2 separate regions of the Ctenopharyngodon idella genome follow, and region 2 is linked to region 1. Evidence: chromatin contacts called from public Hi-C data. All regions are on one chromosome and are shown on one strand. The core of a region is the stretch at or near the end of the contact, and the rest is flanking DNA. Distances in the headings are between cores, read along the strand shown. Region 1 holds the start of man1a2 (mannosidase, alpha, class 1A, member 2). Region 2 holds the start of gdap2 (ganglioside induced differentiation associated protein 2).

Evidence for each region. Hi-C and Micro-C count contacts between places; a contact is called where the count stands out from the background.
Region 2: a contact with region 1 is called in a Hi-C map of muscle, with 8 times the contacts expected there. The contact joins the promoter of gdap2 here to the promoter of man1a2 in region 1. A contact is called at or near these places in 2 of 2 Hi-C or Micro-C datasets (both in muscle).

What each region holds. Positions count from the first base shown.
Region 1 is chr9:10,295,874-10,302,156 of HZGC01, reverse strand. man1a2 (mannosidase, alpha, class 1A, member 2) reads right to left here and starts at 3,575. Exons shown (of 14, transcript XM_051907024.1): 1 at 2,756-3,575; 2 at 549-1,017. The coding sequence starts at 859.
Region 2 is chr9:10,438,093-10,443,646 of HZGC01, reverse strand. It overlaps gdap2 (ganglioside induced differentiation associated protein 2), which reads left to right and starts at 3,701. Exons shown (of 13, transcript XR_007931804.1): 1 at 3,701-3,942; 2 at 5,434-5,554. wdr3 (WD repeat domain 3) reads right to left here and starts at 3,351. Exons shown (of 27, transcript XM_051907023.1): 1 at 3,196-3,351; 2 at 2,247-2,433; 3 at 1,935-2,144; 4 at 1,715-1,833; 5 at 879-957; 6 at 527-622; 7 at 286-381; 8 at 57-158. The coding sequence starts at 2,420.

The DNA.
Region 1 (6,283 bases), core at 2,326-4,825:
CAATCACAGAATGCAATATTTTTATAAAACTGTTAAAGGAGTGTCTGTTTTTCATGTAGGAGTACTGGGGTTCTTTGCCTTGCGGTTAACATACACTTTTCGAAATTATCTTGGAAAGTTTTTAAATTTTAAGCCTGATAAAAAAACATTCCCAAAAAACATTCAGACTCTAAATCACCGTTCACTGCTATGGATTGGAGTATGAAAAAGCTTTCGGATGTCACACAACATGTGTGCTTGGCCCTGAATATTTTTTTTTTAGCTTTCCCCTCCTGCCATGAAATAGGCATGAAACACCTAGCGTTATGTTGCTTTCCAATTGCAAAGTGCATGGTAAGATTACTAATCTTAACAGAAAAAAAAAAAAATCTCAAAGAATCCTTTTTCTTTCAATGACTTTTTTGCTCACGCATAGATTTGCATAGAAGCATTTCAGTTTGTTTTCCAAATAAACCATCACAGTGAAGATAGATGTTATACCACCTATACACTCAAACACTAAAACACATGGGGAAATCGAGGAGATAAAGCCATCTCTGAGATCTCACCTGTGCCGATGCTCATCGTGAGCTCCCACGCCATGTATAACCTGTCTGCTGCTGTGCCTCGCCTCCTTCTCCGACTCGATGTGCGGTATCAACACGTCCTCCAAGCCAAAGTCAAAGCGCTTGTGTTTGGAATTGTCCGGGAGGAAGAAAAACGCTCCAAAGCACAAGGTGATGAAGGCACTGAGGATGAGGAGGAGGATGAACTTCTCGGAAAGCCGTAAGGTGGCTCTGTGATGCGGGAATGAGGAGGCACCTGGCGAGAGGGTAGGTATCCTACGTCCCGAGAGCGGCAATAGAGCCGGCGTGGTCATATTTTGATGATGAACTGGAATATGGTGGGATAAGTGTCAAGGTTGTTTTGTGTAAGCCACACTATTATCTCATTGCGGTAAAGGGGAGCTTTACTGTCGAATGTCTTCTTATCATAGAAATTGAGGTGTCCTGTAGATCAAAACTGATTCCACTTGCTCTGAAAACAAAGAAAGATATTTTCAGATACTGACTGTCATAACAGCATTCAACAGAAGCTTGCCATTAAAAATAAACTTCAGTTTCCATGGCAATTATGTTAAGCAGCAGAAAGGACATAAGTCTAAATTTTATTAAACAACAGATAGCTCCAGCGATCTAATTTGATTCCTCGGTTCTAGACTAGTAGTCATTTTACAGTGATTAGAAGTAATTTGGGCTATTATTTCTGCAATATTATGTGCCTTTCAAGTGGAGTAGGAGTAGAGTTACAAGCATATGAATGACCGAGCAAAGATGCATAAGTGGAAAACTCTGAATTCTAGATGATACACAAGTTGCAGAGTTGTGATGTTGAAAGGGGAGTGTCAATTTGAGACACTGATAGAACTATATTTGAATTTGATATATATGACTTTGTGAAATCATAATAACAAACGCCCGATTTAAAGGTACGAGTTTCCCATGTGCACTTGAAGGTAGCAATAGACACTGCAAAAATAGTAAGAGTGGTATTCTAGTGTACTATTTTGACACCACCTTGCGTACTGACTAGTAGGTATAACGTTTGGTTTGAAACTTAGAGACCCTTAAAAAAGTATGTTCCATAGTATGAATGAATTTCTGACGTACTACATCCGCCATGTTGCCATGTGACCTACCAACATCACTGCCATTCACAACGCCTCTCTCATGGCCTCATGGGATAGTAAAGTGTTCATCAGATGCACACTCCAGAATCTCACCACAAGTAGTATGTCAGTCGGGTAATTTAATTTATAGTTTTATGAATTTGGACATACTACTCATCTCGCATACTGTTTTTCACCTACTATCTTGTAGGAAAGTAGACTGATTTGGATGCAGGGAGAGGCTTTCTGAGCCAAGAGAGGAAATCTGTGTCGCTCCACTCCACTCAAATACGCTGACCTAGGCCAGCTTTTGGTCTGTTTTGCATGGTGAAAGGCAAAGCCTAGTGTGTTTTTGGCTTATTTCAATACTATTTTTGTTAGTGGAAAAAAAAAAAATACACCAACTAATCGGTCAATTTTTGTCTGAAACGCAACTTACTTGATATTAATTACTCTATATTGAACTCTATAAATATTACACACCCAACTGTGCGGTTTTACTGAATAAAAGCAATGTTGTGAATGTGATTACCTGCAGTACTGTGTGACACTCCAGCATGTGTGATATTGCTTAATTGTAAGGATTAAAAAAAGGAATCTTAACCCACTTATCAAGACCTTTTCCCTACTATTACTATTTCAAACCAAGGGCTAAAAACAAGAGGACAAAACAAGGGCTTTTGGTTCACACATACATATTTAAAGACAAAAATTCATCATGAGGACGTTCAAGCAGACGTTATTGTCCAAAACTACTTTAAATATTGTTTATTTGATGGTCTGGTTTGGACTATATCACGCTCTGGCAAAGCTTTACATTCATGTCAAACATAGGTAGGACTATAGAGTCAAACCAGCGAATGCGAATAACCATTCAAATGAGATCAGCATTATATCAAAACAACAATCATCTTAATGAACATGCGCAAATATATCAAAATCGTCATGTAGACTGTCTTTGAGACACTTTGAGCATGACAATGTGACACCTGTATAAGTGCTTGTGCTTGATTACAGCGCCACATCAAGCGGTTCATACTCAATATATCTCTAATATCAGCCAGTATTTTTTACAGATATATGGATGACACAAATTTGTACACATACCGTGAGGGTCTTTTTATCATTCTGATCCATGATCCTTGCTTTGATCCAAATGCTTCTCGGTGTCAAGGCGGGTTGGGTCGAGTCGTTTTCTTCACGATGAACGGCGAGTCCGCCCTCACCGCCCGTTAGGCGTATTTATCTTAAACTAGCAATACGTTATCGATAGCGAAAAAAATCAGTTTGATAAGACAAAATAGCATCACAACCTAGGTAAACATGAAGAAAACTGTTCGACCGGATAGTGAACACAATGTTACAGCACTAAGAGTTTTCGTTCTGCATGTTAACGATAAAAGTTCCAGTCACATCATGCGCTTACAACGGTAAATATCGCGGAGCGCGCGGACGGTGTTTCAGCACAGGCCTGATCCGCTTGATGCCGTGGCAGCTTCTCTGAACTGGAGAGCGATATCAAGAGCCGACACAATAATGAAAGTAAACCATGGGTGTATCGCAACCGCTGGGTGATCCTATCTACATAATGCCCTATTTTAATAAAAGATCAAGCCGGCCTGCGCTGGACGTGTGCTGCGCCTTTTTCCTCCAGTAAAGGCATTCAGCTGGCAGCCTTGTAGCGGACTGATCCCGTCATGCCGCTGCTGCATCACCTTGTCGGTGCCTCGGGATAAATCGGCGCCATAGACCGTAAATCCACAATTAATGCCTGAAAGTTGTCAGGTTCACGTTCATGTCCCTGCTTCTATGCACTGAAACATTCGCGATTACCACCACCGCCTCCCTTACGTCTTCGTTCCTCCTTTATTTCTGTAGCCGTGTGCGCCGCCAGGCTCCAATATCCAGGATGTTGTTACTGCAACAGCTACTCCTCCTCCTCTCAGTCCTCCAACATCCAGTCAGCTGCCGTTTGGTAAACCCAGGGAGCGTCGTTAAAGTACAAGCCTCTCTAGGCAACGCAAAATCAATAGTGGTAGATTGTGGACAGTTGAGAAAATAGAGCATTTATAGTAGTAATTTCTCAAAGTTCCTAAAGTGGACTTGAAGTACTCTTGTTTTTCTTTTTGTCTACTTTATCTTTGTTTTTCTGTGTTTCTGTATGCTTGTTTATGTTTAGGCTATATTCAATTAGCTGTTTATGGAAAATTAAACATGCACTGTTAAAAAGAATTGTTGGTTTAACTTAAAAAAGTAAGTTACCTGGTTGCCTTAAAATTTTGAGTTCATTGAAATTAAAAATTTGAGTTAATACAATGAAGGCGATTGGTTTAATCAACAGAAACTCAAAATATTTTGTTACCTGAACCACATTAATTATCTAAGTTGATTTGACGAAAGAAAAAATGTTGTGATAACAAATCATGAAAATATTTTTTTACAGCGTCCACGATAGGACTAGATTTCTGAACAGTTCACAATAAAGTTTATGCGAAGAAAAAACTTTAAAAGGTTAAGATGATTATTAGTTGCATGCATTTTATAATTATTTAAATAATGATAAATAAATTATTAATAATAAATAAAATATTCAAAAAAATAATAATAATACAAAATAAATAAGAATATTTCAAAAATAAAAAATAAAAATATTTATCATAGGAATTATAGGAATCATTTACATATAAGCAAATACATGTTAAAAAAATGTAGTGACGCAATTATAGAAATTATTTACATATAATCAAATATATGTTAAACTTTAGATTACGCAATCTTAGGAAAGATATACATTTAATCAAATATATGTTTAAGACTTAGAGGACGCAGTCTTGGGGTTGAATATAAAATAGTTTGCGCCCTTGTACATCATGGATCCATCAAAGTACATGTTCACATTCTGCTGAGCAGCCGAAAAATGAGGCCATTTAGATCAGCCTGTGACTTAGTCCTTGAGCTGCCATAAGTGTAGTTCTTTTCTCTTGATTTAAGGATGATTTACCAGACTAACCCACAGAAAGTGTCAGTGCTGTTGAAGGCTGTGGAGAAAAAATCGTGTGTGAGTCATACTCAAGAAGGCAGTGCCAAGGGACTGGATCTGCTGTCAGTCAGTTTAAGAGGCACACATTTGACACCCTGACAGAAGTCACTGTCAGAAAGAAGGAGTTTCGCTCTGCTGAGTTTCTCAGTTTTCTGTGAGAATACGACACAGATCACTGGCCAAAAGAAGAATCACCTTAAACCTTAGACCATATACAACAAAAAAGACTGGATTAATAGAAAATAATTCACCGCAAACCTCCGTGAAGGCAAAAAGAAGACAAAGATACTGGAAAAAGGAGGTTTATGATGATTGAAAGGTTTATCTATTACTTTAAGAGCAGTAGAGGTGAGACTGAGACCATCCTCCACTGGGCCTGCATAATGAATCAGGATGTGTTCTGAGCCTTTGAACTGAGGAATGGTGAACGATGACAGTTTAAACTCTGCAAGCAAATGAATGGGATACAGCTTCAGCCTTGAGAAGTCCAGGCAAGGGCGAGTTGATTGGCTCCGCAGGACCAAAGCGGCTGTCAATTACGTATCCTGTCACCAATAAATGTAGATAAGAGCGACTGTATCTGACATTCCAGTTAATGAGGTGACACAGCACCGCCCATAATGCTAAATAAAAGGGGAAGTGAGTGGAGGCAAAAACCGTCTCCATAACAGAAGCACCCACATGGAGAAATCTAGGTTAAACTAATAACTAAACAATAGTCTAACAGTTACAGTAAACAATATAATCACATCCGAGTCATATAAAACCAAATAAAACAATTAGGTTAAGGTGAAACACTTAAAACGTTTGCCTTTGACTGGAATGAAACAATTAATCAGCATCATACAATGAAGAACAGCAGCACAATTGTATCTTATTGTTTTTATATAACAGTTCATTAAAGAAGAGGTTAATATTACTTACATGTTGTTGGGCACAATTGCCAGTTACTACTGTGTCCAAAGAATATAGTTCTAAACAAAGCTAAAGCTTAATCAACTGCCGCAACACACAGAATGAATGATCCTTGAATGAATCAGTGTTTTGGAACGAATTAGTTGAGTGAATGATTCAGTGACTCACTCATAAAGACGGTTCCATTCCTGAATGAATCAATCACTGCATCCGAATATGCCTACTTCTATACTATATGTGAAAAATGTCCAAGTTCATAGTACTCATAAAACAGTAGTGTGTCCTACTGCTTCAGCTGAGATTCTGGGCGAAAGTCCAAACGGCGTTTTTGCGCCCTTGAGGGGCGCTTCGGGAAAGGGATGCCATTTGTAGGGGTGTTCCAAACGAAAGTGAACAGCTGAATCCCTTCACAAAGGGCCCTTCCACAAGTCCGTTAGCGAAGACTACATGTTCTTTGCAAGTTCTTTGCCAAAGTAATTTTTGATAGCTAAGAACTTTATTACTGTATTAACATAAAAATGACTCGCTAAATACGATGTGCAGTACATAAACATATTAAAGGATTAGTTCACTTTAAAATGAAAATTACCCCTAGATTTACTCACCTTCAAGCCATCCTAGGTGTATATGACTTTCTTCTTTCTGATGAGCATAAACGGCATTATATTAATAAATATCCT
Region 2 (5,554 bases), core at 2,452-4,951, 140 kb before region 1:
TTTTTGAGAAAAAAAAAAAAAAAAATAGTATACACAACTATGAAATATATACTTACATGGCATGCTAGCACTTTAGCCTTGGCATCTGTAACCAAGGATACAACCCTATCTCTGGCTTCCCTCAGAACAGAACCGGCTTTCTTACAGCTGAGTATCCGCTGTAGACAGAAATCAGATCTTTGGTAAACACATGAAGGAAACCCTTTTAAACAATGCCATGTCAAGTCACTGGTATCCACTGAACACATAAACTGAATAGGGTGAACTGGATAGAAGAAATATTACTTCTTCTGGCTCTTCATCAAGTCCTTCCTTATCTTCCTCCTCATCCTTAAGAAGAGTTCTGACTTTCTTTTCCTGTGGTTCCCCAACTTCTTTACCCTGTGAAGACACTTTGATGTTATTCTGAACACATTAAAATGAGATCAGTGTCAATTCTCTACATAAAACTAAAGAGATCATTCAAGACTGTACTGAAATGTAATTCAGCCGACACTGTAACCCAGCATGAGTGATATCTCTTTACCTCCTCGATGTACTGAATGTCCCAGGCTCTGAGCTCACTGTCAGCAGACCCTGTAAGCAACCTATTTTCCTGGTTCAACAGGACCATTCCCCATACCTACAGAGATCAGACAAGGTTGCAGTGTATTATAACACCAACAGATATTTGGACAGTGCTGGATACCATTCTCCAAAAGTAAAATAAGAAAACAACTTATGAGCAATTACACTGGCTTTATGTCCACATAGGATGCCAAAGCGGCAAGAAAACACATTTAGTGTGTTGTGTTAATTATTTCAGAAAGATCAAGAAACACATGAAGGAAACCCTTTTAAACAAGAAAGACTCAACAGTGTACAGTGGTTCTATTTACCTCACTGCGATGTCCCACCATGGTCTTGAAACAATGCTGTGTGCCCAAGTCCCACCACTTTACAAAGCTGTCCTTGGAGCTGAGGAAACATGACACACACAAAATTAGTACAGAATCAGTACACATAGTATCAGCAATTAAAGGCTCATTATTATGATCTATATGGCTTATTAATAAGCATGTGCGACATTAGTCGACTAATTGCTTAAATGAACAACTACTAGTCTACTAGAAAAATCTTTAGTCTAGGGCAGCCCTAATATTTATATATATATTTATATATATATATATATATATATATATATATATATATATATATATATCAGTCAAACTAAAAATTATTCAAACATTTTTTATATATTTTTACTAGTGGGTGCCTGTAGTGAGCAAATGAAGATAGCAAAATAAAGTAAACTGTGACATATTATACCCAAAAATTCTTCATACAGTGGACTACCAGTAAAATTGATAAAAATTTGGAACCAAACATTATTCAGACAGTTTGACCTGACCATGTTTTGCTTAAGTGTTATCTGACATAATTAAGATTAATGTTTTTCTGACATAGTTTAACTCTGAGATCTTGTCATATTTTATTACCATTTTTTTAAACTATAGTGAATAAACTGTATTAATGAATGAAATGTTCAGGGTGTATGAATAAATTTTGGTTTTACTGTGTATATATATATATATATATATATATATATATATATATATATATATATATATATATATATATATATACACACACAATCATGTCCATGACATAATATAAAGTGTCAAATATTTTCAAGTGCTGAATTCATTCAAATGAAATGTAAAGGCTGATTTACCTTGTAATCAGCAGGTTTTTGTTCTCCAAGAACAAAACTTGTGTGACTTCATCTTTGTGTCCTTTGAGTCTGTACAGACCGCACTCATTGATGATATCCCACATAATCACATCTGTGTCCTGCAAGACAACAACATAAAAAAAATGACTTTAGTTTGTCCAAAAATTAATGTCTGTCAAAAAAACAAAAAAACAAAAAAATTTTTAAATTGTAGTCTCACTCTTGAGCCGGTGACAAGACGAGCGCCCAGTGCATCATATCTAATGACTGAGACAGCTGATTTGTGTCCACTAAAGGAGATGTTGCTTTCACCGTTCAGCAGGTTAAAGATGCGCACACCTCCATCCTCATAACCCACTGCTATGTGGACACCATCAGGAGAGGGACACAAGTACGTCACCTCATGCTTTTTACCTTCAAGTATAAGAACCTGAGAAATTAAAGGGGAGAGAAGGTGAGTGCAACATTTAGCAGTTTATATAAACTGATGAGTCAATGTACTACTAATTGATCTTTTGAAACATTCAAATACCTTCTCAGCTTTGCGGACATCCCATATGAAGACATGTTCACAGGCTCCAACAGCAACATATCGACCCTTCTCACCACCCTTGAGGGTCACAAACACGAGGTTGGCCTTCTGACTGCCGATCACCCCGAATACAGCACTCGCCACATAGCGCAGGTACTGCTTAGTTAAACCCATGGCAAACCAGAGGCTGTAGGCACAAAATAAAAGTAGGGGATTCTGGTAAGATATCTCACTCTCTTAATCTAGAAAACTGTGCACAATTTGTCATGTGAACACATATTTAGAAAAGGCCCATCATACTGTATATTGCAGCTTATCAAAGTAAATTTTCTACAAAGCAGTTTTATATCAAAGAAAATACATTTCATAATTATTTGGTAATGTATAAAAACTGTATAAAAACCATTAATTTCACCCAAAACGGTGGTATGTGTATCAGATGCTTCGCCTCTAAATACTATTATATTGAGCTTGTTGAAAATTTATATTATTATATTGAGCTTGTGGTGGCCAAAATAAATGCTCAGTGAAACGGCTTACACATAACATGGGGCAAGTGCCACTTCCCTACTTCATAAGTCATATTTTTCATCTCGATGGGAGCATACATTTGTTTTACCTTATATCAACATTAACAGATTAAACCAGATCTGTGGTTGTGACGTTGTTCAATGGTATTTTAGTTCTTCGGCTTCACCAAATGATGCTCATAACCACCTCCAAAAGCTGTGATTGCCAGTTATAATGCAAATTAATCAAACAGGCAATCTATAAACGGAAAGTGAGCAACTATTTCTGCAACCACGTTTTCAGGTCCACGCGACAATGTACACAGCAACGTGAACCACATGCAGTTCGTTTAATCTAGTATATATAGAGAGAGCGAGAAATATTAGAAAGTAACAAAATCCAAATTAAGCCTATGTGTATAGAAAATGTAGTTACATACTTTGTCGATTAGATATTGTATCTGAAGTCCTTTATGAAAATATTGCTTCTGTGGATCCGGAGAACGTCTACATGCTTTTCGTCGCATGTGTGACATCCAGTAAAGACAAAAGAGGTCGATTACCGAGCAGAACTACGATGTTACTTCACAAAATGTTTCAGGAATTTACGTTTATATGGACATTTGTGTCATGATAAAATATATGATTGAATGCTTCATCATTACTTTCACTCCTTATGCGTTTAATGTATCTGTTCTTCTTATAAATTATGTGCACACTATCGATTACTTCGGTCTGTGAAGTCATGTCGCTGCCCATGAGACGTACCAATGTGCTTATAATTAAACTATTAATTGATTTTTTTTTTTTTTATTCATTATACTTTATCATGCTTATTTTAATTTTGAGGTGACAGTAGAACGCCACTTAAAATCTATGATACTGTATTGGCTAGGTCTGTGCGTTTTCTACACGTATCGACAACATAGCTACCGTCCCTGCTGCAATCCCGGAAGTGATGATTTTTGTCCTCGTGAATCAGCTGATCAGGAAACTCGCTGAATGTTGCAAACACAATGTGTTGACCACAAGCAGCTAAAATCACATTTTAACAATGGTCTATTTAAAAGCGGAAGCACAGGAGGATGACAGTGATCTCTAGCACTATCTTTAACGGATTAATTTGAGCTAACGTGGTTTTGTTTTTGCAGTTGGCAGGACTGAATAGCTACATCAGTGGACATCTGGTAGGTTGCTGGTCATTGCGATTGATGGTGCTTGTAATTTGTTGCATTTTCATCAAGTCGATGTGGTTAGAATTAGTATAAGGTGTTGTTCTCCTTTCTATCCTTAAAGCAGTATTGTGCGGCATGGTTTGTATGTGCTTTTTGCAATCGAGATGAGACTATCTCCTAACTCCTAGCTTTGTTGTTGTCGATTAAATCTAATTTGGGGAGTCGACCTTTACACATGCAGCTCATTTCTGCTGAATATCTTATCTGTTCCTGAAGTCCTGTCTGTCTGGGCACTGATAAAGCTTCTCTGTTGTGCTTCAAAGTCAATTACGTTCAAAAATAGTACACTTCTCACACTGCAGCTGCTGCACCAGGCACAGAAATAATTGCTGAATACTTTTTAAATTATTGTCACACTTTGGAAGATTGGAAACACATTTTTTTCCATTTTGAAGAAAGCACCACACTATTCAAACAGTAGTGGTTCTCAACCAGGAGGTCAGGGTCCACTAGGGGGCCTCAGCAAACTTCCAAGATGACTTAAAGGATTAGTTCACTTTCAAATAAAAATTTCCTGATAATTTACTCACCCTCATGTCATCCAAGATGTCCATGTCCTTCTTTCTTCAGTCGAAAAGAAATGAAGGTTTTTGATGAAAACATTCCAGGATTATTCTCCTTATAGTGGACTTCAGTGGCCTCCAAATGGTTGAAGGTCAAAATTATAGTTTCAGTGCAGCTTCAAAGGGCTATAAACGATAACAGACGAAGAATAAGGGTCTTATCTAGCGAAACGATCGGTCATTTTCGAAAAAAAATGTAAATGTATATGCTTTATATAAACAAATGTTCGCCTTCCAAGTGGTTCCGCCAAAACCGCACTTACGTGTTCCTCAAAAAGCTTACGCTGTATGTCCTACGCCTTCCCTATTCAACTTACGGAACGAACGCAGAGCCAGTTCCATTTTTTCCGTAAGTAGAATAGGGAAGGCGTAGGACATACAGCGTAAGCTCGTCTGGTATCGTTTAAAGCCCTTTGAAGCTGCACTGAAACTGTAATTTTGACCTTCAACCGTTTGGAGGCCATTGAAGTCCACTATAAGGAGAATAATCCTGGAATGTTTTCATCAAAAACCTTAATTTCTTTTCGACTGAAGAAAGAAAGACATGGACATCTTGGATGACATGAGGGTGAGTAAATTATCAGAAAAATTATATTTGAAAGTGAACTAATCCTTTAAAATTGTTTAAAGGAGTTTTATTAAAATAGTCAAACTTAATCAAAATGCTACAAATTTTAAAAATTAGGATGCATAACATTTAACTAACCTAAAGTAAATTTTAGATCACAAGTGATTTCACAGCATTTCTGTGCCTAAAAAATTTAAGTAACTATCCACTTACATGTTTAAACTGATGCAGACCACAGTGTGTGTATGATTGCTAATGTGGCCAAGGTCACACTACAGTCTCTTTGTGTAAACGCTTCTCTGTGTCTTTCAGTTCAACATTTTTCAGTGAAGCAACAGCATGGATCCCTTGGGAGCTCGTTCCCAGTTTTTGGAGGTCCAAAGCCTCCACACGTGGGACCAGCTTCAGGGAGTCCACGATGAGGTGGATGGAG